Linked DNA regions of Gossypium hirsutum: region 2 is linked to region 1. The links are chromatin contacts, called in public Hi-C maps. All regions are on one chromosome and are shown on one strand. Each heading gives the region's core, a stretch centred on a gene start, on an enhancer-like site or on the middle of the called end of the contact. The rest is flanking DNA. Distances are from core to core; before and after follow the strand shown. Region 1 holds the start of LOC107952895 (transketolase, chloroplastic). Region 2 holds the start of LOC107952705 (Golgi SNAP receptor complex member 1-2).

Evidence for each region. A called contact is a pair of places that touch in the nucleus more often than the background predicts.
Region 2: a Hi-C map of leaf shows a contact between it and region 1, with 4 times the contacts expected there. The contact joins the promoter of LOC107952705 here to the promoter of LOC107952895 in region 1. A contact is called at or near these places in 17 of 34 Hi-C or Micro-C datasets (anther, callus, cotyledon and 5 more).

Annotation. Positions count from the first base shown.
Region 1 is chrA07:35,372,220-35,378,192 of Gossypium_hirsutum_v2.1, reverse strand. LOC107952895 (transketolase, chloroplastic) reads left to right here and starts at 2,157. Exons shown (of 7, transcript XM_016888097.2): 1 at 2,157-3,064; 2 at 3,170-3,260; 3 at 3,364-3,469; 4 at 3,553-3,835; 5 at 4,125-4,273; 6 at 4,360-4,513; 7 at 4,653-5,861. The coding sequence starts at 2,570. The coding sequence ends at 5,612.
Region 2 is chrA07:35,581,197-35,587,169 of Gossypium_hirsutum_v2.1, reverse strand. It overlaps LOC107952705 (Golgi SNAP receptor complex member 1-2), which reads right to left and starts at 3,197. Exons shown (of 6, transcript XM_016887861.2): 1 at 2,806-3,197; 2 at 2,330-2,517; 3 at 906-995; 4 at 746-817. The coding sequence starts at 2,938.

The DNA.
Region 1 (5,973 bases), core at 908-3,407:
GTTTAGTTTATTTTACATTTGCTACCTTCATACGATAGGGTTAATTTCTGGTACAACGAAGGAACTCACTAAGTTCATTTGAACTTACAAGTGGTTGGCATATGTTCGTAGGATTTGCAAAGTTGATCAAGGACTCAGAGGAGGGACCAAGCCAGATGGAATAGAGATCAAGGATCGCCAATGGATCAAGTTATGCACACAGGAAAGGGAGTACAGATGGAGGCTTCACCTCTAGATTTATTATGGTGTAACCAAATGACATCCTTAGGGTCTAGAATACGAATCAATTAGCCCTTAGCCAAATCTAAGGAATTATTTTGTAAACCAATGATCTGTATAGGCGCAGAAACCTCAAGAAACCAAGTTTTGAGTAAACTCGAGGCTTTTACTATAAGAAGTATTATTATTTTATTACTAGATTATTTGTGTTAGTCTACTTTATAACAGTTAAGTTAGTAAATTAAGTATAGGTCCATTTGTGACCCTCCGTACTCGGATCCGACAAATGGGTTGGGTTGGGGTGTTACAGAGGCAAAGGTATAAAAAACTTACACTCGAAACTTAGGATAGGTGTTTAGGCTAACCTAAGCTTCGGATTAACTCAATGAATCATGCGAACAAGCAATGGCTCCAAAACACTTACTGAATCAACTTTCATTTGCTCGTCGAAAGCTTAAACAAGCTTCGCCTTACTCGTAGAGGGCTCTGTTGGATTTGAAACTTTACAAACACATTAAACATAACACAATATGATCATTAACAACCACAAACACATCAAAAACTTAACAAAAATGCAGGTCCAGACTACCTTCTCATAAGCCGAAAATTTAACTAAATTTATTGAAATCTTAGATATCTTGATCAATACTTGTTCCCATTGCTTAAACCTGATTCTAATAATCTTCATAATCATTTTAGAATAGATCCTAACCACTTAGAACACTTAAAATCTCAGATTAAGTTTTCTGGAAAATCATCACATATGAACATTTAAGAGGGAAAACCATCAAATCTTTAAAATCTCGTAACGATTTGCTAAAATAAGATTATAAATCTCTTAATCATATCAAAATAAGATGGAAATCATTTAGAAATTAAAGTTTAGCTTGGAAATACTAATTTCACCATTTTAGATCTCAATTTCGACTTAAATCTTTAGATCCATAGAAATCTCATTTTAAATGATCAAATCTTGATTTGAAAAAGCAACATGCATGGAAGTATAGTCAAGAAACAGAATCTCACCTTGATTGGAAAAGAAAAATGAACTAGAAAAGAATGAGAGAATTGGTGAAGATTTTGAGAGTTTTCTCGAAAATTGAGAGGAAATTTTGTTTTTGGCAGAAGAGAAAATCAAGGAGGTTAGTTGTTTTGGAGAGAAAATGTGCAGATTTTTGTTTGGCAAATTTTTAAAATGGAGAGAATGACGGAAGAAAAAGGTGAGTTGGTTTTATAGTCATGGGAACAAAACTGATTTTCAAATCTTTGGTATAATTTTTTTTGGGCAACTCTTAAATTTGACATTTTTTACAAATTAACCCTCTTTTAATTAAATTTTTTTTTCTTAATTATTCTTAAATCCAAACTTATTTTTGAAAACTGTTTTAAGGAAAAATTATTTCTGATCACTTAATCCCAAATTACCGAACCTAATCTTAGACCACAATTTTTGAAATTAGTTTTGAGATCCAATTTGGACACCTGGTCCACTAACCTGAATCTACTAGATCGAATGTGACAAATTTTGCTCATGCTATTCGACACTTACAACCAAACTCGACATTTGTAATATCAAGATACCCTAAAAATATATTTAAGAATAACTTTTGGAAAAAAACCTATATGGATAAATGACAAAAAAAATCACAATATCAAAGTTAAAAAATAATAACCTTATAGATAATGTTATTTGAATCAGACCGAACCAATCGGTTTGAAAAATGATTTTGAACCAATTAGATTAGGAATTAATACGAACCAGTTGAATCGATTAAAAATCCGATGGATTTGAATCGGTTAAACTGACGATTGAACCAAAATTTTTAATCTTTTTAATAATATTTTAATCAGACAAATAAATTAGTGGCTTGACTAGTTCGACCATCGATCCGGTTAAAAAAACATTACTTATAGATATATTGTTATTGTTTATATTTGTACCTTTGCATTTATGGAATTTCTACAACATACAGAGCTGTTTTAGATGAAGTTCCCGTCTGTGTTTACTTGGCATGCGTAACTGCACATGTGGATTTGATTGCATGAATAATGCAGCAAGGAGTGCAAAATTTTCCATCAGTGGCCTAAAGTTTAAGAATTTATTTCTCCAGAATATCTTTTAGTAAAAAAAGAAAAAAGAATGAAAGGCAGAGAGAGCGATCTGAAATCGTTACCCACAAGCAATGGTGGAGATATAAGGGATGTTGGAATCTAACGGTCAGCTCACACTATTTGTCCCTTTGTGTAGACGAGAAGATCAAAGAGAGTTGGTGGCTATTATACTTTGCCTAACTCTACATTTATCAAACAAAGAGGGGTCCCTTCACTATCCTCACCCTCTCAATCAACAATGGCCTCTACTTCATCTGTCAACCTATCTCAAGCCCTCCTCTCTCGCGCTATCTCTTCCCATGCCTCCGCCCAATCCTCCGACCACCGCCCCTCCCTCTCCACTCTCTCTTTTCCCGGTTTCTCTGGCCTCAAATCTTCTATCCCTCGCGCTTCCTCTTCCCGTCGACGCCTTCCCTCCCGCTCCAACCACAAGCGCCAGGTCCGTGCTGCTGCCGTCGAAACAATTGGCACCGCCGCCGAGACTTCCTTGGTCGAGAAATCCGTCAACACCATCAGATTCTTGTCTATTGATGCGGTCGAGAAGGCGAATTCAGGTCATCCTGGGTTGCCCATGGGCTGTGCTCCCATGGGTCACATTTTGTACGATGAAGTCATGAGGTATAACCCCAAGAACCCTTACTGGTTCAACCGTGACCGTTTCATTCTGTCCGCTGGTCATGGTTGTATGTTGCAGTATGCTCTGCTTCACCTCGCTGGTTACGACAGTGTCCTGGCAAGCTTCTTTCATATTCTCTCTTTCCTTTTAAGTAATTTCTATTTTGAGAGCTTTGGTTTTTTGGGAAATGATCAAAATTCATAATCATGGATTATCCTTTAGGAAGAAGATTTGAAGAGTTTCCGTCAGTGGGGAAGCAGAACCCCTGGACATCCCGAGAACTTTGAAACACCAGGAGTTGAAGTCACAACTGGTTAGTAAGACTCCTCTGCTGAAGTGATCGTAATTTTTTTGATAATATCATACTAAACATAAAGCAAATATATGTATTTAAATGTGGCTTTTTTTTTCCCCAGGGCCTCTTGGTCAGGGTATTGCAAATGCTGTTGGATTGGCTCTTGCTGAGAAACACTTGGCTGCTAGATTCAACAAGCCAGACAATGAGATTGTTGATCACTACACGTATGATGATTACTTTCTAGGTCCCTCTTTTCTTTCGTCTGCATGCTTGATCCGTACTGATGTATTAGCCTTTGTTTTCCTAGATATGTTATCTTGGGAGATGGTTGTCAAATGGAGGGTATTTCAAATGAAGCTTGTTCACTTGCTGGACACTGGGGACTTGGAAAGCTTATAGCTTTCTATGATGACAACCACATTTCGATTGATGGTGACACTGAAATTGCGTTTACTGAGAATGTTGAAACACGTTTTGAGGGGCTAGGGTGGCATGTTATCTGGGTCAAGAATGGAAACACTGGCTATGATGAAATTCGCGCTGCAATCAAGGAAGCAAAGGCTGTCAAAGACAAGCCCACTCTGATCAAGGTCAGATGTTTCCAACAGGCTTACATTCCTATATCCTATTTGGAACTAATGTGCTTGCATTGTTCATTTTTTTGAATCTTATCTAGAATAATTTGAAGTTCCATATTTCTTAGGTAAACTGACTTCTCTACTAAACCTTTCGTTGAAAAGGCCTGCATCATATTAGAATGCCTTAATTGAAAACTGAAAAAGCTTGCATCTCTCTACTTAATTACTTATTCAACCTTATTATCTCTCTACTGTGTGGTTCAAACTGTCATGTTTATTAAATTCCTTTTTTTCCTTTCAGGTGACAACCACCATTGGTTATGGGTCTCCTAACAAGGCAAACTCATATAGTGTACATGGGAGTGCACTGGGTGCCAAGGAAGTTGATGCTACTAGGAAAAACCTTGGATGGCCATATGAGCCTTTCCATGTACCAGAAGATGTTAAAGCGTAAGGAGATCTCTTGGGGTTTCTGTATATGCATCTGATTATGCTTTTTGGTTTAGTGTTCAAAACTTTCTTTCCATTTTCTGCAGTCACTGGAGTTGCCATACCCCTCAGGGTGCTGCTCTTGAAGGTGAATGGAATGCCAAGTTCGCTGAATATGAGCAGAAGTATAAAGAGGAAGCTGCTGAGCTCAAGGCAATCATCACTGGTGAACTACCAGCTGGTTGGGAGAAGGCACTTCCAGTGAGCAACCTTTATTGTCCTTGCTAAATATGTTTTGACACCTTAATTCTTAGTTGTTCTCTTTCATGGGACTAATACAGTCTGATTAAAGTGGAATGTAAGTCTATATTTTGAGCCCTGTTTTTTGTGCACTTTCCAGACATACACTCCAGAGAGCCCAGCTGATGCTACCAGAAATCTCTCTCAACAAAATCTCAATGCCCTTGTAAAAGTACTCCCTGGCCTTCTTGGTGGAAGTGCTGACCTTGCTTCTTCCAACATGACCTTGCTCAAAATGTATGGTGATTTCCAGAAGGACACCCCTGAGGAGCGCAATGTTAGGTTTGGTGTTAGGGAACATGGAATGGGAGCCATCTGCAATGGCATTGCCCTTCACAGCCCGGGCTTCATTCCGTACTGTGCTACATTCTTTGTCTTCACTGACTACATGAGAGCTGCCATTAGGATTTCTGCCTTGTGTGAAGCAGGAGTTATCTATGTTATGACCCATGATTCCATTGGTCTTGGGGAAGATGGACCAACCCACCAGCCAATTGAACACTTGGCAAGCTTCCGTGCAATGCCTAATGTTTTGATGCTTCGTCCAGCTGATGGAAATGAAACAGCTGGTGCATATAAGGTTGCTGTTCTGAACAGGAAGAGACCTTCTATTCTTGCCCTCTCTAGGCAAAAGCTGCCCCAACTTCCTGGAACTTCCATTGAGGGAGTTGAAAAAGGTGGCTACATTATTTCAGACAATTCTTCTGGCAACAATCCCAATGTAATTCTGATTGGAACTGGTTCTGAGTTGGAGATTGCCGCTAAAGCTGCCGATGAACTAAGGAAGGAAGGCAAGACCGTTAGGGTTGTCTCCTTTGTTTCTTGGGAGCTCTTTGATGAGCAATCAGATGCCTACAAGGAAAGCGTTTTACCATCTGCTGTATCAGCTAGGGTGAGTATTGAGGCTGGATCAACATTTGGGTGGGCGAAGATTGTTGGATCCAAGGGGAAGGCTATTGGAATTGACCGGTTCGGGGCAAGTGCACCAGCAGGCAAAATATACAAGGAGTTTGGCTTGACTCCCGAGGCTGTTGTTGCAGCAGCAAAAGAACTTTGCTAAGCTTGCTTAGAAGTGTCGGGAGAAATTTGTGGTTCTGGGTTGGAGGTTACACTGAAGAGAGACCATTCCATTTGTGACAGTCTCGTTTGTTTTTAATAAGAATCAGAATCCACTTATATTTTATGTTGCCTGTGATTCATCAAAAAGCAAAACATAGAGAGAAAGGGAGGGTAGAGTTTGTGTATGATCATCAATTTGTAATTTACTCTCGGACTTTTTCCCAGAGTTTTGCGATACTTGTTGCTTCAAGTTAGCTTGCCCTTTTTTTTTTCTTATGTTTTGAAACAGAGTTGTCTACTAGTGTAATCTAGCCATTATTTTGATCAAATATGCTTGGCCTAAGATGTAAGACCAGTTTGTA
Region 2 (5,973 bases), core at 1,948-4,447, 210 kb before region 1:
GCAGACCATACTTTCGCTTATACTAAAAGTACAATGATGCAAACATGGCCCCAAAGCTAGTATGAAGTATGACATGTGAACACCCATCAATCCACAACTATGAATAACCCATATAAGCAGATAACAGCACCAGAATCAACTTTCATGAGACACAAGTCACCTGTGTAGTACAAGTGTTTGAATTCCAAAACCTAGATCCTTCAAATTGTGATAAAGCAACCAAAGACATGTTTAGCAATGATGAGCAAGAGGTAAAGAGGTATACATCATTAAGCAACCAAAACCAAACTGATGGAACGTCACATCTAAGCAATAGAAATGATTGTCCTAGACAAATTTGTAAATGGGGCTTTGTGATTAGGGCTTTTCTTTTTGCACTTCCCTTGTATTTATTTGTAAGGGCTTGATTCTGGATTCATGTATCTCATATAAAAAGTGGTTTTTGTCAAAGCTTTGAGCTAACTTTTGGTAATGTACATTTGGATTTTGAGACTAGTTCATGGAGACTTGACAATGGTGGTTTCAACCATTTGGCTTCTACATGCTAGACAGTAGCTTTAGGTTTCTGACCAACAGGTTCACCTGTTTCTTCAGTTTATAATGCGTAATTGTGTCGCACACCTAATCCAAAACCAATTAAACTATACCAGGATAAAACACATTAAGGTAAAACACAGAAGGGGAAAGTTCTTTCAACAAAGAATGCACCACAATAAACATTGATAAAAGAATGTTTAAATCTTACATGAGCTATGCTTCCATGGATGGCAGCTCGCTCTCTGAGTAATTGCATTCTCGGTGACATACTCCCAGATGCCTGCATTATGGCAAATAGGTAACTTTGGGAAACAACATGATATTAGCAATGGCACTGAAAAAATTAAGAGTTGAAATCATATGACTACCTTATACTCATTAATATCATCTCTGACAGAACTCAGAAGCTCCGCGTGTTCCCTCATTGAATTTATGTTTCCTTTGATTCTTCTAAACTCCTAACAAAGATATATCATTGCTTCAAAAAGATAGAAAACTAATCAACTAGTCCAAATAATAAACAGCCAAAAGCAGCAATAACTAGGGGCAATTCAATGGAACATGGATGCCATAATTTATAGAGCAATGAACCAAAGTGCAATAAAGACAATTGACAGTCCAAAAAGCAGATGAGTGAACACATTTGGAGCCTAGTTCGATCTATAATTGATGACAATGAAAGTGTAGTGGAGAATAATTCCATGGATCATGGGAACATAAATTTATAGTGAAATGAGCCAGGGTAGCAAATAAAGAACTTACAGCAACCCCAGGTTTGGATCATACAGAAATGTAAATCTGTTGGGGAGAAATATATGATTTTTCAAAAATTGAGAATGAATTAGAGATTAGGTCAGTCTGTTAAGCTACCACCAACAGCCACTCTTCTTCCACTTCTCTCATGGTTCAAGAAAAGAGGAGATTAGGGCACTTGCAACTGTAAACTTGAACATAAAGGAAAATCACATGCTACCCCTGCAGAAACTTTTCATGTAAATGGGAAGGATTTTATACATCCCCAATTGTCTATGGAAATTACTTTTCCCAAGTACACAAGTAGAGAACAGAGCAAATACACAACAAAAGATATAATGTAAAAAGTTCAAATTCTAAAACTGCTAGGGAACTATATGAAGTTGCCGGAACGAGTCCATCAATTATCAACAAAAAAAAAAACCATGGACCAAAAATCTTTTGAGAACTTGACTCATATAGCATTTTGCAAAAATGAAAAGCAACAATAAAACAATAGTATAATTATACTCATGTTGCCATAAACAAATTTACACAGAATGCTAACTTGCTGCTTGTACTGTATTTCTTATCCCACTGAACTGATTGTCAGGCATGTAACAATCATGAACCATGAACTAATTACAATTAATAAATAGAATAACTGAATTATATTTTATTTCAAATAGAGGTACAGATATCCCAGTAAGAATTGCCAAAACAACCAATCAAACATGTTTATAAGCATGCCTTGATGGTGTCATGATTTGGTATATTATCAGTTTGAACCATGGCTCACAAACATAATGGTGACAATGACTTAGAGGTTGGAAGAGAGTTTTTCCAATTGCAGTGGTAAAAGAATACAAAAACAACAGCAATAATTAGAAGTTGCAAGACTATACACTACACATAATTTAATATCTAGCAGTGATGTAGGACAAAATATCAGGAAATGTTAATATTTCATTGAAGCTTATAGCACCCGGTAATTAAACATGGAAACCTGAGTTCTAATAACAAGTCTAGATAAAAATTACAGAGTAGACAACAAATAAACCTGAGTAAACTCATGTAGTATGTCTCTATGCCTTGCAAGCTTCTGGGTTACTGAAGTAGTTGAAGCAGCAGACGCAGCACATCTGCTCATGGCATCATTTATGTCCAGCAGTTTCTCGAGCAATGACTGAATTTCCATTTCCATAGACTTCCATGATCTACTTGACCCAACGGTTGGCGACCCAGTATCTAGATAAGCTCAATGTGAATACATATATCATCACAAAGGGGAAAAATGAATCTAACCAGATTTCAAAGGCGATTTAAATACAAGGAATAAAATATATGCTCTTTGGTATTAAAGATCCAATCTATTCAGCCATTGGAGTTTGTTCAGTTTTTTTAACAGATTTATTCATAATTACTGTAATCTACCAAAAGAAAATCAAAATGCAACCATATAACACAAAACAAGAAGCATTTGGAACAAAAATCTAGAGATAATAAAATGAAAAAGGAAGCAGTAAAAGAGCAAACCTCCTTGGGTGAACCTAGCACCGAGCTTAGCATAAGAAGAGAGTTTGACATCGAGATCACCCTCGATCTTTCGAGCCTCTCTCCTGAGTTCCTCCCAACCCGATTCTTGCAGATCCAGATTTGGATCCGTCATTTAGATCTTGGTGTTTGAAATTCGGATCCCTGGCTCTAGTTTCGTTTCTTATGTGGATCCAACGATGGAGATTGGTTGAGTTATTTCAGGTTAGTAACCCTCATCCAATTACAGAATTCAAAAATGCTGCTGAGTGTTGGAAGCTTACTTGCTTTCTTTATTTTCGATGATCGTTCAATTTTGATTTTCTGTTTCTCAGAGTTTCGATGATCCTCTCTTCTCTGGTTATTCGTGGTTTATTATTTTGCATCTGGACCCTTGAACCTAAGCATGGGCCCAAAAGAGAATCAAACTATGGTTCCATTCTACCAAAATAAACTCTCTTGAAGGCCCAATTACTCATCTATATCTATTAGTTTCTAATGTCAAATAAAATATTAAATATTAATTTTTTAAATTTATTAAATAATATATTTTATTTTATGAAATTAATATAAATTATATTATTCATTATGTTAGAAATGCGTGTGCAAACCACAAATTTGTATTTAAAAATAACATAAAATAAAGGAAGCACATGGCTTAAAAGTAATTACTAATAATTACACATTCAATATATATGATATTAAAATTTAAAAATAGATTTAATTGTTTATCATTGTGTTATTATTAATCTTGAGCCAGTGTTGAGTTAACTTGTGACACTAACTCAATTAAATACATTATTAAAATATACAATTGACAGAAGTAATAAAGTGTGCATAATTAAAATTAAAATGTACAAAGGTATTAAGATAAAGCTTTGGCTAAGTGGTAATTAAAAATTTTACTCATACAATTGACTTAGGTTCAAATCTCAATAAATGCATTATTTTAGTTTTTTTTTAAATGAAAAAGACTAAAGGACTCTCAAATAATATAACTTATTTTCATTATGTAAAAGTATTTACATAATTTAACAATTGAGTTGTCTCAGTTAAATGTGACACCAACTCAATAAAACACTTAAATAATAATATAGATTAATAGTTTCTGTAATTAAAATATTATAAAAAGAATCTCATATAAAACTCAATTATTAATCTTATAAATGGCAAAGAAAATCTCTCTCTATATATAGATAATTGCACCATTCATCTCAAACTATAACTTTATTTTAAATTAGTCCCTAAATTTTAAAAAACTCTAATTACATTTTGAACTATTAAAGTTATATCAATAAGGTTCTTCCATTTCTAAAACCATTAATTTAATCGTTAATGAGATGTCAAATCTTATGTGGCATAGTTTAAAATGAAAAGTTTAAAAAAAATGAATATTGTAAAAAGGGATGTCGTAAGAATATTGATTTTGAGGTTTTCGAAGCTTTTACAAAAGTTTTATCACCTGCTGTTTCTTTTTTCAATTTACTTTATTTTTAGTTTTTACTTTTAAAATTTATGTGGTAACATTTTTCTTTCTTTAAATTTTTCATTTTAAATTATGTCACGTAACATTTGACATGTAATTTAACTATTGAATTAATGGTTTCAATAATTAAAGGACATGATTGATATAATATCAATAGTTTAGGGATGTAATTACAATATTTTTAAGTTTAGGGGTCAATTTAGAATGAGGGTCATAGTTTGGGGATGTCTAGTGCACTTTTCTCTCTCTCTCTCTCTCTCTATATTATCAATATAATTGTATTTGTCATGCATGTAAATTTTTGAATCGATTTGATATATGTACCATATCGATCTAAAAGAGTACATAGATTAATATATTTTTAACGATTGAAAGTAAAAATATCTATGTTAACATATATATATAACGAATGAACAAGCCATTTGTTTCTTATTTTTTGTTTTGCTCAACGACGGTGCCAGCCTCCGGATTGGCTATCGCCCGCTATTTTTCCCCTCCCACCAATTCTTTCTTTCTTTATTTTTCTCGTTCACTCCACATGTATTCTCTCTTTTTCAGTTTGCAAATCTATTTTGTGTGTATCTTTATTGTCTTCACAAGTTATGATGGATAGATGACAATGCTTGTCGTTCGCTAAAACTCCACCGGCCACCAATAGTTTTTTTACAAAGTGGGTGGCTCTTCGTCAGTTTCTTAATTTGGTTCTGTTTTGAGAATATTTCAGAATAATAAATGATTTCACGAGTCGATTTAGACTTGTGTTGTCTTAAGTTTTATATGTTTTTTTTTGTTTGCTTTTCCATTATTTAATAAGTCTTCAGTTTTAGAAATTTTTGTCTGCTCTTATAGCACGATTTTTAGTCTTGCTTATGCATGTAATCTTAGTTTTACAAGTGATTTTTAGGATGGTTTTGTTGTTGTCCTCTATACTTTGGTAATACTCGATTCTTTTGTCGATTTTTGCTCACTGCTTTGGACCATTCGAGGCTGATTTCGTTATCGTGTTAAGTGCTTGCAATCACTCCAGATATGTCATGCTTGAGTTGTGGCAAAACCAATTGTCAATGTGTCAAAATGTTCTATGTTGATAGAGTTTGTTATTCCTCATCTACGACGAGTGTTTGTTATTTTTTTCCTTAAATTGTATGATTCCATTCATTGAATGAATTAATAAATTTACCTTTCAATATACATATATCGCGAATTAAAGTTTATATATATACACTAAATTGTGGCGCACTCATGACATGTGTGAAAAAGGTACATAAAAATATATAAAATTCAAATGAGGCTCTAGTTAGAGCTATAAATTTTAGTTTTTAAGTTCAATTCTTGCTATGTATAAGCATTTTATAGATTTTATATAAAAAATATATAAATTAATATTTTATTATTTTGTAAAAGAATAGTTTTCAATCATGCTTCGATTGAGTTAGTATCCAGTGAACTTGAGCTCCAATTATGGTGTTGTTTGATAAACTAAAAAGACTTAAGTGTTAAAAATTAAGTATGAAAAAGTAAATACAAATTTAAGTTATAAAATTTATTTGGTATATTTCTTAAAATTAAATACGGAAAAATTAGACTTTTTTATTGTAATTTTTATAATTTTAAATGTGAAGTATTAGCTGGGCAAAAAATAACGAATTATCTCTGTGAAAATACTGATCATGGAAATTCCATCT